Linked DNA regions of Mus musculus: region 2 is linked to region 1. Evidence: chromatin contacts called from public Hi-C data. All regions are on one chromosome and are shown on one strand. The core of a region is the stretch at or near the end of the contact, and the rest is flanking DNA. Distances in the headings are between cores, read along the strand shown. Region 1 holds the start of Ago1 (argonaute RISC catalytic subunit 1). Region 2 holds the start of Clspn (claspin).

What was found. Hi-C and Micro-C count contacts between places; a contact is called where the count stands out from the background.
Region 2: a contact with region 1 is called in a Hi-C map of pre-B cells, with 3 times the contacts expected there. The contact joins the promoter of Clspn here to the promoter of Ago1 in region 1. A contact is called at or near these places in 2 of 39 promoter capture datasets (the C10 cell line and pre-B cells), 1 of 15 datasets of contacts at CTCF or cohesin (the NIH/3T3 cell line), 5 of 484 Hi-C or Micro-C datasets (CD4 T cells, embryonic stem cells, natural killer cells and 2 more), 9 of 115 datasets of contacts at active chromatin or transcription factors (the 230-238 cell line, the SCID.adh cell line, effector CD8 T cells and 4 more) and 4 of 9 other capture datasets (adipose tissue, embryonic stem cells, liver and 1 more).

The regions. Positions count from the first base shown.
Region 1 is chr4:126,466,169-126,470,265 of GRCm38.p6, reverse strand. Ago1 (argonaute RISC catalytic subunit 1) reads left to right here and starts at 1,683. Exons shown (of 19, transcript NM_153403.3): 1 at 1,683-1,869. The coding sequence starts at 1,845.
Region 2 is chr4:126,554,881-126,558,977 of GRCm38.p6, reverse strand. It overlaps Clspn (claspin), which reads right to left and starts at 1,998. Exons shown (of 26, transcript NM_175554.4): 1 at 1,841-1,998. The coding sequence starts at 1,864.

The DNA of each region.
Region 1 (4,097 bases), core at 434-2,933:
CTCACTCCGAAGGCAACTCACAAGCTGAAAGGAAGCTAGGCATACTAAAATGAATGTCTTTAAGTTCATCTCACTAGTAAGGTGTGAACATCATCCATCTCCTAAACTCCTTCTCCTTTGTATAGCATCTGATGTAAGGTGAACATTGAAAATACATAGAAGCTGGGAGTGGTGGTGGCCAGCTTTCATTCCAGCACCTGGGAGGCAGAAGAAACTGAATACTGTGATTTGAAGGCTAACCTGATCTATATAACAAGTCTCAGGCCAGCCAAGAGCACATAGTGAGACCCTGTCTCAAAAAAATGTGTGTGTGTGTGTGTGTGTGCGTGCGTTTGTGTGTGTGTGTGTGTGTGTGTGTGTGTGTAAGTTACGTTTGAGCTGGGTCTCTCTGTAATTACCCCATCAGTGCAGCAGACCAAATGAGAAGGTTATGTGAGACGATCAAGGAATTAGCTGTGGTGCTTCTGGCAAGGTAAGAAAAGGGTACCCACACTAGAGACTATGAGAATGACAGGGAATGCTTTGAGAGCACTTCATAAGGTAAGCATGTCAAGACACAGTTGAATATAGCAAATAGACAAGGGAGACAGGAGCTGATATTTTTGGCATGGAGATGCAGTTCACTGAGACAGGACAAATATATGTATTTTGTAGGGGAAAAAGAAAGGGTTAGGTTTGGACTTAAGTTTGAATTGTTAGATCCAGCTGGAGCTGTCCAGCAGACAGTAGGAAATATGAAGCTGCAACATGGTAACGTATAGATATTTGGGCATTAAAAGTGGATGAAGCTGTGAAGAGGCAAGGGGAGAGTAGAATATAAAATTCAGGTCACTACAGTGAACAAAACAAGAGGAGCCACTGAAGAAAGCTCTTCAGGACAGACATTAGGAGACTTAAGAAAATGTGAAAGCCAAGGAAAGTCTTTTTTTTTTTTAATTTTTAAGAAGAGATATAGTTTCAGATGCTGCAGGGAAATAATAGGAAATTAGCCTTTGGGGTTTGACACAAAACGTCATTAAGAGATTTGGTAGGAGCAAACGTTCTGCAGACGAAAAAGTGGAGGCAGGTGCTTCCTGCAGATAGAGAGCTCTGTCAGTGTCAAAACTGTTACACCGGCCAGAATAGGCAAGGTTTCTAACACATTTGTGGTCTCAGCGCCAGGCACGCAGCCTGGAAGGGTGGGTGGCATTAATGAGATCAGCGACTAGGGACACAGAAAGACTGACTTAGCAGAGGCAGTCAAGACTTAAGGGTGAGGGTGATTGGGAGAGGTGGGAGGCAGGGCCTTTGAGTGATTGGGTGTTGGAGGGGGAGAGGGTCGGGGAATGGGTGGGAGCCAGGCTCTGTGTTGATAGCGGGGCTGTGGATAGGTTTCCAGAGATCTGTTTAGGGAAAAGACAGGGCCCCAGGCTGCAGCCGGGGAAGGGGTGTCGCCCAGCCCCTCCCCTCTTACGCCACTGCGCGGCTCCGCCACTGGAGCCCTCCCGCCAGGCTGCACGGCTACGAGTGGCCGCCAGAGGCCGCTGCACGGTCCCCGCGCCCCCGCCCCTCTCCATTGGCCTTTGTTGCCGTCGAGCGCCCCGCTTGACTCGTTCCCGTCCGCCCCATGGGCCCATCGGTCGCGCCTGCGCACTGGCAGCTACTCGGGCGCTAGCAGGGGGAGCTGCTGCAGGCTCCGCGGCGGCGGCAACGGAGGCTGCGGGGGCGACAGCGCGAGCGGCCGGGCTTCGGGGGGGAGCCGAGCCCGGCCCGGGAGCCCGAGCAGTGCAAGTGCGAGGTACCTAGGCCCCTCACGCTGGACTCCTCAGTCTCCCGGCCGCCTGTCCTCCGCACGGGTATATGGGATGGAAGCGGGACCCTCGGGAGCAGGTAAGGGCCCTCGGGGACTGGGAGCAGTGTGTATTCCAAAGCCCTATAGGCTCTCGCGGCATAGAGCATGGTTGCAGAGTGAGGAGAGGGGCTCTCAGGGGATGGGGGGCCCATTTTGAAGGGGGTTGTATGCAGTTCCGGCTGAGAACCATGTGAAGATCTGAGACCCGGGCTGTTTGTCCTAGGAAGCAGTATACTGTCCCGAGGGTGAGAAGTAACCTGGGAGAAGGGCCTGAATGCACGGTGTCCTTCCGTGAGGTCTGGGGAGGCCTATGGGGAGGCCCGGCAGGTGGCAGGGGGGCGGGCTCCAGGTGTCCTGGAGAGGAGGGGGGCGACACAGATGGGCCTGGAACTACCGCCTGTCGGGGGGCGGGGGCTCGGCCGTGCTGGGCTGGGCTAAGCTAATGTCTCTGGGGAGTAGGCGCCGGGGCTGGCCTCTGAGCTCCGCCCAGCTGGGCCTGAAGCGGGGGTGAGGGTCAGGGGGCGGTGGGTGGGGATTTAGACCAGGGATTTCCCCCCTTAGATTGGGGACTTGAGTGGTGGCGCGGGAGCATGCGCGGAGGTACCAGCCTGAAGGGCTGCCCTATGTGGTGGGGGCGTGGCTGTTGGAGTATCCCTCCTGTGCCCCTGGGTTTAGGAGGAGTGTGCAGTCTCGCAGATTCTGTTTGCGTAGTACAAATGGGAATTGCCTTCTGTCTTGGGGGAAGGGTGGGGGGCGGTCTCTGACACTTGGTCCTTAAACCCCGGAGTAGCAGTTTGTCAAAGAAAGGGTCGAGGTCAACTGCCAGAGTGCATTTTCTGCTGCATGAGGATGGACGGGGACCAAAGCCTTGCTTTATGAGCTACTTCTCTCAGAAGATAGGCCTTAGGAAAGTGTTGGTCACTGAGAAACTAGGCCCACATGTTTTTCAAGTTTCTAGACCACTCCTGAGAAGAGATGGGAGCTTTTAATCTGAAGATAGTGCCCTCCTTTTCCATGAATTGACTCTATATCACAATATAATCTCTCTATATACCTGTGCCTCCTGTTTCCTAGTGGATCTTTTCCCACGTCAGGAGCATGTCATTAGACTCAAAGCTGCCAAGCTTGTCTGCCTGATAGAAACAAGTTGTTAGGCAGACACACTGGTGGCGCACGCCTTTAATCCCAGCGCTGGGGAGGCAGAGGCAGGCAGATGAATGAATTCAAGGTCAGCCTTGTCTACAGAGCGAGTCCCAGGACAGTGTCTCCAAAAAACAAACAAACAAACAAACAAAAACAACAACAACAAAAAGAAAACCAAAGAGGGGAGAGAAGAGGGAGAGAGAGAAGAAAAAAGAAGCAAGATGTTGGGGGTGGGGCAGCATTGACCTGATAATAGCTCTAACTTACTTTTCCTATTTAGAGGATACACACACACACACACACAAGGAGGAACTGATCTGTAATGTGTACTGATTGTATTTTCCCAAACACAGATAGCCTTGTTAGGTAGAGTGTAAATCCTTATTTTCTAGGTTGGAAACTACTACCAACAAACCCGGGGACTATAGAGTAGGACCCACGTCCAGACAGACTGACGAAAGCTTATGTCCTGAATTGCTAATGGTTTTATCCTGACGAGTGTCTGATGGGTTCTGGGGTGATGAAGAAAGGGGGCTTGTTTGTTACAGGACAGAAGGAAGCTGCCAGGTGAAGGGCTGGAGAACTGGAGTCAGCTGGATCATTGGGAAAATGCTAGTGGCGTCATCAAAAGACGGAATTAAAATTCAGGCTGGGAACTCTGATGGAGGGACCCCATAGCTGTTTCCTTCTGGGGCTGGACTGCTGTTCTTTTGGAAGGTGCTGGAGTATTCTGAGAAGACTCAAAACACTGTTGCTCACGTCCAGATGTGCCTTCAGTGAACTGGTGTGTTCGGGCATGGCCTGGCCTGAGAGTGCCTTGAGGGTAGAGGTGCTGTCCGACTTATCTGTGTGACAGTGCAGCAGTTGCTTGGCGTCTGGAGGGCCTGACACAGAGAGCATGTTTATTAATTGACTCAGATCATTCAAGTGTGAGCATATGGTTAAACTCATGTGCCTATTCTGTAATTTGTGTCTATGCATGTGGGTGGTTAATGTTTGTGGACAGATATTTTTCGAGAGATCGGCCTCAGTCCTTGCTTGCCCACCACCTGATTGACCGAGGGTACACGCCCTCTGAGTAGTCGGCTGGCTTCTTTAGAAGATGTGTGAGCCCCTGAGTCGC
Region 2 (4,097 bases), core at 749-3,248, 88 kb before region 1:
ATCGATTGCACAAATCAGATTCGCTTGGTTTTTCGGGTTTTTTCAATTGAAAAGAAGATGTATTAATTTTATAAGTGTTTCATCTGCATATATGTCTGTGCACCATATTCATGAAGTGCCTGTAGAGGTCAAAATGTTCATGAGACACCCTAGAGCCGTAGTTACAGTCATGATGTGGACACTGGGAATTGAACTAGGATTCTCTGCAAGAACAGCAAGGGCTCTTAACCACTGAGCCATCTCTCCAGTCCCTTTTAAATTTTTTTTTAAAAAGATTTACTTTGTTTATGTGTAGGAGTATTTTCCCTGTATGTATGTAAGGGCACTGAGTGCAAACCTGATACTCATGAAAGTCAGAAGAGGACACTGGATTCTCTGGAACTGGAATTACAGATGGTTGTGGGTGACAGGAACCAAATCCAGGTCCTCTGGAGGAGCAGCAAGTGCTCTTACCAGATGAGCCACCACTCTAGCCCCCCTTTTCATTATTTTGCATGTGTGTGTAGGCACATTTAGAGAGGGAGTGGTGTGCTATAGAGCACCGAAGGAAGACAGAGGACAACTTGCAAAAATCTAATCTCTTCTACTAGGTGAGTCCTGGGGATAGAAGTCACGCTGTCAGGCTTCAAAACAAATGTCTTTATTTATGAGCCATCCTTCAGATCCCACTGTGATAGTCACACACACACACACACACACTCACTCATGTCATAATTGTGCTCACATACCATTCTTCTAACTTTGCCTCCCTGTCTTTGTCTCCTACTTTTATGTTTGTTTTCTTTCTTTCTTTCTTTCTTTCTTTCTCTCTTTCTAGTAAGAGTCAGCAAAAGTGTGGCTTATGAAGTCAGCCACCTTTTGAAAATAATGTTATTTAAATTAAGGCTTTTTAAAAAAATCCTAGTGAGGCAAAAAGACAGGTTGGTGCACAACGAGATCTTGATTAAAGTCTGTTATTTTGTTCAATATCTAATCGTGAAAACTTCATGTCAAAATAAGGCTTTCATAGCCAGGCGTGGGGGCGCACGCCTTTAATCCCAGCACTCGGCAGAGGCAGGAGGATTTCTGAGTTCGAGACCAGCCTGGTCTACAGAGTGAGTTCCAGGGCGGCCAGGGCTACACAGAGAAACCCTGTCTCAAAAAAAAAAAAAAAAAAAAAACAACAACAACAACAACAACAACAAAAAGGCTTTCCTTTGGTGATTAGGTTTTTCTGGTACCCCCATTAAATCTGTTCTTAAGGCAACTATTTGGCCCTAGTCCTGGCTCCAGAAAAGAACACAGATCACGGAAAAGGTTTTCTATGGCCAAATTCCACTAGTGAGTCACCAGCTACTGGAAGGACGCTGTGAGCCAGGCCACTGTAGGCAAAGACTGTGGGCCCACGCGCGACACCCTTACAAGTTCCTTCCAGAACCAGAGTTCCAACTGCTTATACCCCTCACCCTGTGCTTACAGAGACTCCCACCCCACAACTTCCAGGCCAGGCTGGCCAAGGCCTTTTTTTTTTTTTTTTTTTTTTTTTTTTTTGTGGGGATGCTGTAAAGGGAGCTTGCGCGGCAGGAAACGCGCCAAAGAGCAAGGCGGGCTGCAGTGACAAGCTGAGGACCCGGCTGGGCGGACAACAGCGCGCGCCGCCGAACCAGAAGCTGTGGGGACTGAGCGCGGGAAGCCAGATGGAGACCCTCCAGAGGCCCCCAGACTCAGTCCAGTGGTCTCGGAGCGGTGCACGCCGGGAATTGTAGTCCTCCCGGCTCGGCGCTCTGGCCCTGCTGGGTTGACTGTCCCACTCGGCCCTCAGCGAAAGGCCTCCACAGCCCGGACCAGAGCCTAAACTCACCTCAGAACCCACCTCGCCGGTCATGATTCCGGCCTCCCTTCCGCACAGCTCCAGGAGAACGTGTCTGCAGTAACCTCAACTTGACGGCGACAGCTCCCGCCGTCTCCAGCTCGGCAGCGAAGTTCGAGCTTTCGCGCCCAGACGCGGTACAACGCTCAACCTTGAGGGTTTGCACCAATCCGAGGGAGGGTTTCCCTCCGAGGCCCCACCCCTATCGCCCTGCCAATCAGGAGGCGCCTCCTGCCTGCCCGGCAAATGTAATTTGCGTTGGTTTGGCGGGTTGCGGCTGCTCTTGTCAAACAGATCTAGGAGTGGCTTTGGGGTGTCTGGGGGTTCTCGGGGAGCGAAGAGATCCCGCGCTATGGCTTAGAAAGAAGGTATCTTGCGAATGATGTTCTTGGACTTTTGACCTATGTCTTCGTTCGATGGGTCGTACCGTATGCAATTAGAGGAGAGAAATTTCAATGCAGGAAGTGAACTGGGAAGAAGTTCCCAGGATTCTGGGAGTGTCCCACACCTGAATTTTTTGCTGAGGGAACCTTAGACCCCAGTGGAGGCTTTCTCCATCAGTTCATCCCTGGAGCAATCCTAACCTGCAGAGTTAATGTTTTTACCTCTTCGGGTCGATTCTCTGTCCTTTCTTCCCCATGTTCTATAGGCAGGCAAGAATGTCCTTTCTGGACTGTATTGTCCCAGCTGACTTGTCTTTTGTCTTCTGAATGGTCAAGCCAGTGTTAAAACTCCTTACAAAGTTATTATAAAGAGACCAGCTGGCACAGGGAAAGAAAGATCTGAGTATTTATTATCCTCCATCCCACCCAAACCCCCCTCCTCTCTAACTCCCCCCACCCCCCTTCACCTATTCTGGTATGGTGACCAACTCTGTCCAGTTTGCTTAGGACTTTCCCAGGTTTAGCACGGAAAACCTCACATCCCTAGAATCTCCTCAGAGGATACGAGGGATGACAGTCACCTCTGACACTGGTCTCCCCTTTATCTGAATACACATTCAGATAAAAAACAACTCCATTTCTCCACATCTCCGCCCACTTCTACACCCCTAAGGGTCTTGAGCTGGGGATGCAGCTCAGTAGTAGAGCTCTTGCTTAGTTAGTTTGCATGAGGCCCTCCCTGGTATAATCTCCAGGCTTCCAAAAAATACAAAAAAGAGTCCCATCCTCATATTTTACCCCCTTTTTAAAAAAAAAAAGGCTATTTTACTATGACCGTATACATCAATGATTCACAAATATGCATCTATCTGTAGCACTTCCTCCAGCATTTGGAGGACTGACTTTTATTGGCCATACAGTTTGTGACAAACAATGGGCAGAATTTTATAATCATCATTCTCTTAATCTTTGGAGGAAGCGTGTAAGGGAAGTAATGTGATCGTCTCGCGTCCACTGTCACCTGCTCTTTATGATTTCCAGGCTCACCGAGAGCATCCTCCAAAATCTCCCTTCTCCTGTTCTGTTGCCCCAAATTACACTTCTGTCTAAAGAATTATTTCTGAGGGCTGGAACGACAGTTCAGAGGTTAAGATCACTGGTTGCTTTTCCAGAGGACCCTGGTTCAACTCCTATCACCAACATGGCAGCTCAAAACTATTCATAACTCCAGTTCCAGGAGCCCTGATACCCTTTTCTGGTCTCCATGGGCAACAGGCATGGATGTGGAGCACAGACATACATTCAAGCAAAATACCCATAAACACCAAAATGAATAAAAATGACTTTCATCTGTTAGCCTGTACTTCTAAAATTAGGCACTTTGGATCTTGACATAGCACACAGAATCAGTATACACAAATCAGTTCTAGGCCAGCAAGATGGATCAGCAGGTGAAGGTGCTTACAGCAGAGGCCTCAACCACCCTAGAGCCTAGGCGAGTTCTGTCCCTAGAACCCACAGTGGACGGGAAGGAGAGACTCCTCAAAGTTATCCTCTGATCTCCACACATATGTCGTATGCAGCACTAGCATATGTCTCTCTCTCTCTCTCTCTCTCTCTCTCTCACATACACACACACACACACACACACATAAATAAATAAATAAATAAATAAATAAATATGCCGAGATTACAAGTACATGAGAAAAATGGAACTTAACACATTCGTGCCATTCTCAAGTGTTCTGTTATTATTTGTTCCACGGAAATGAACAAAATCGAGCTAAAGAGTAAGAAAAGCTTGAAGAGATGCCTACAATGCTATTTTTGACTCTTGGTTTTGTGCTGAGAATCAAAGCCGGTGC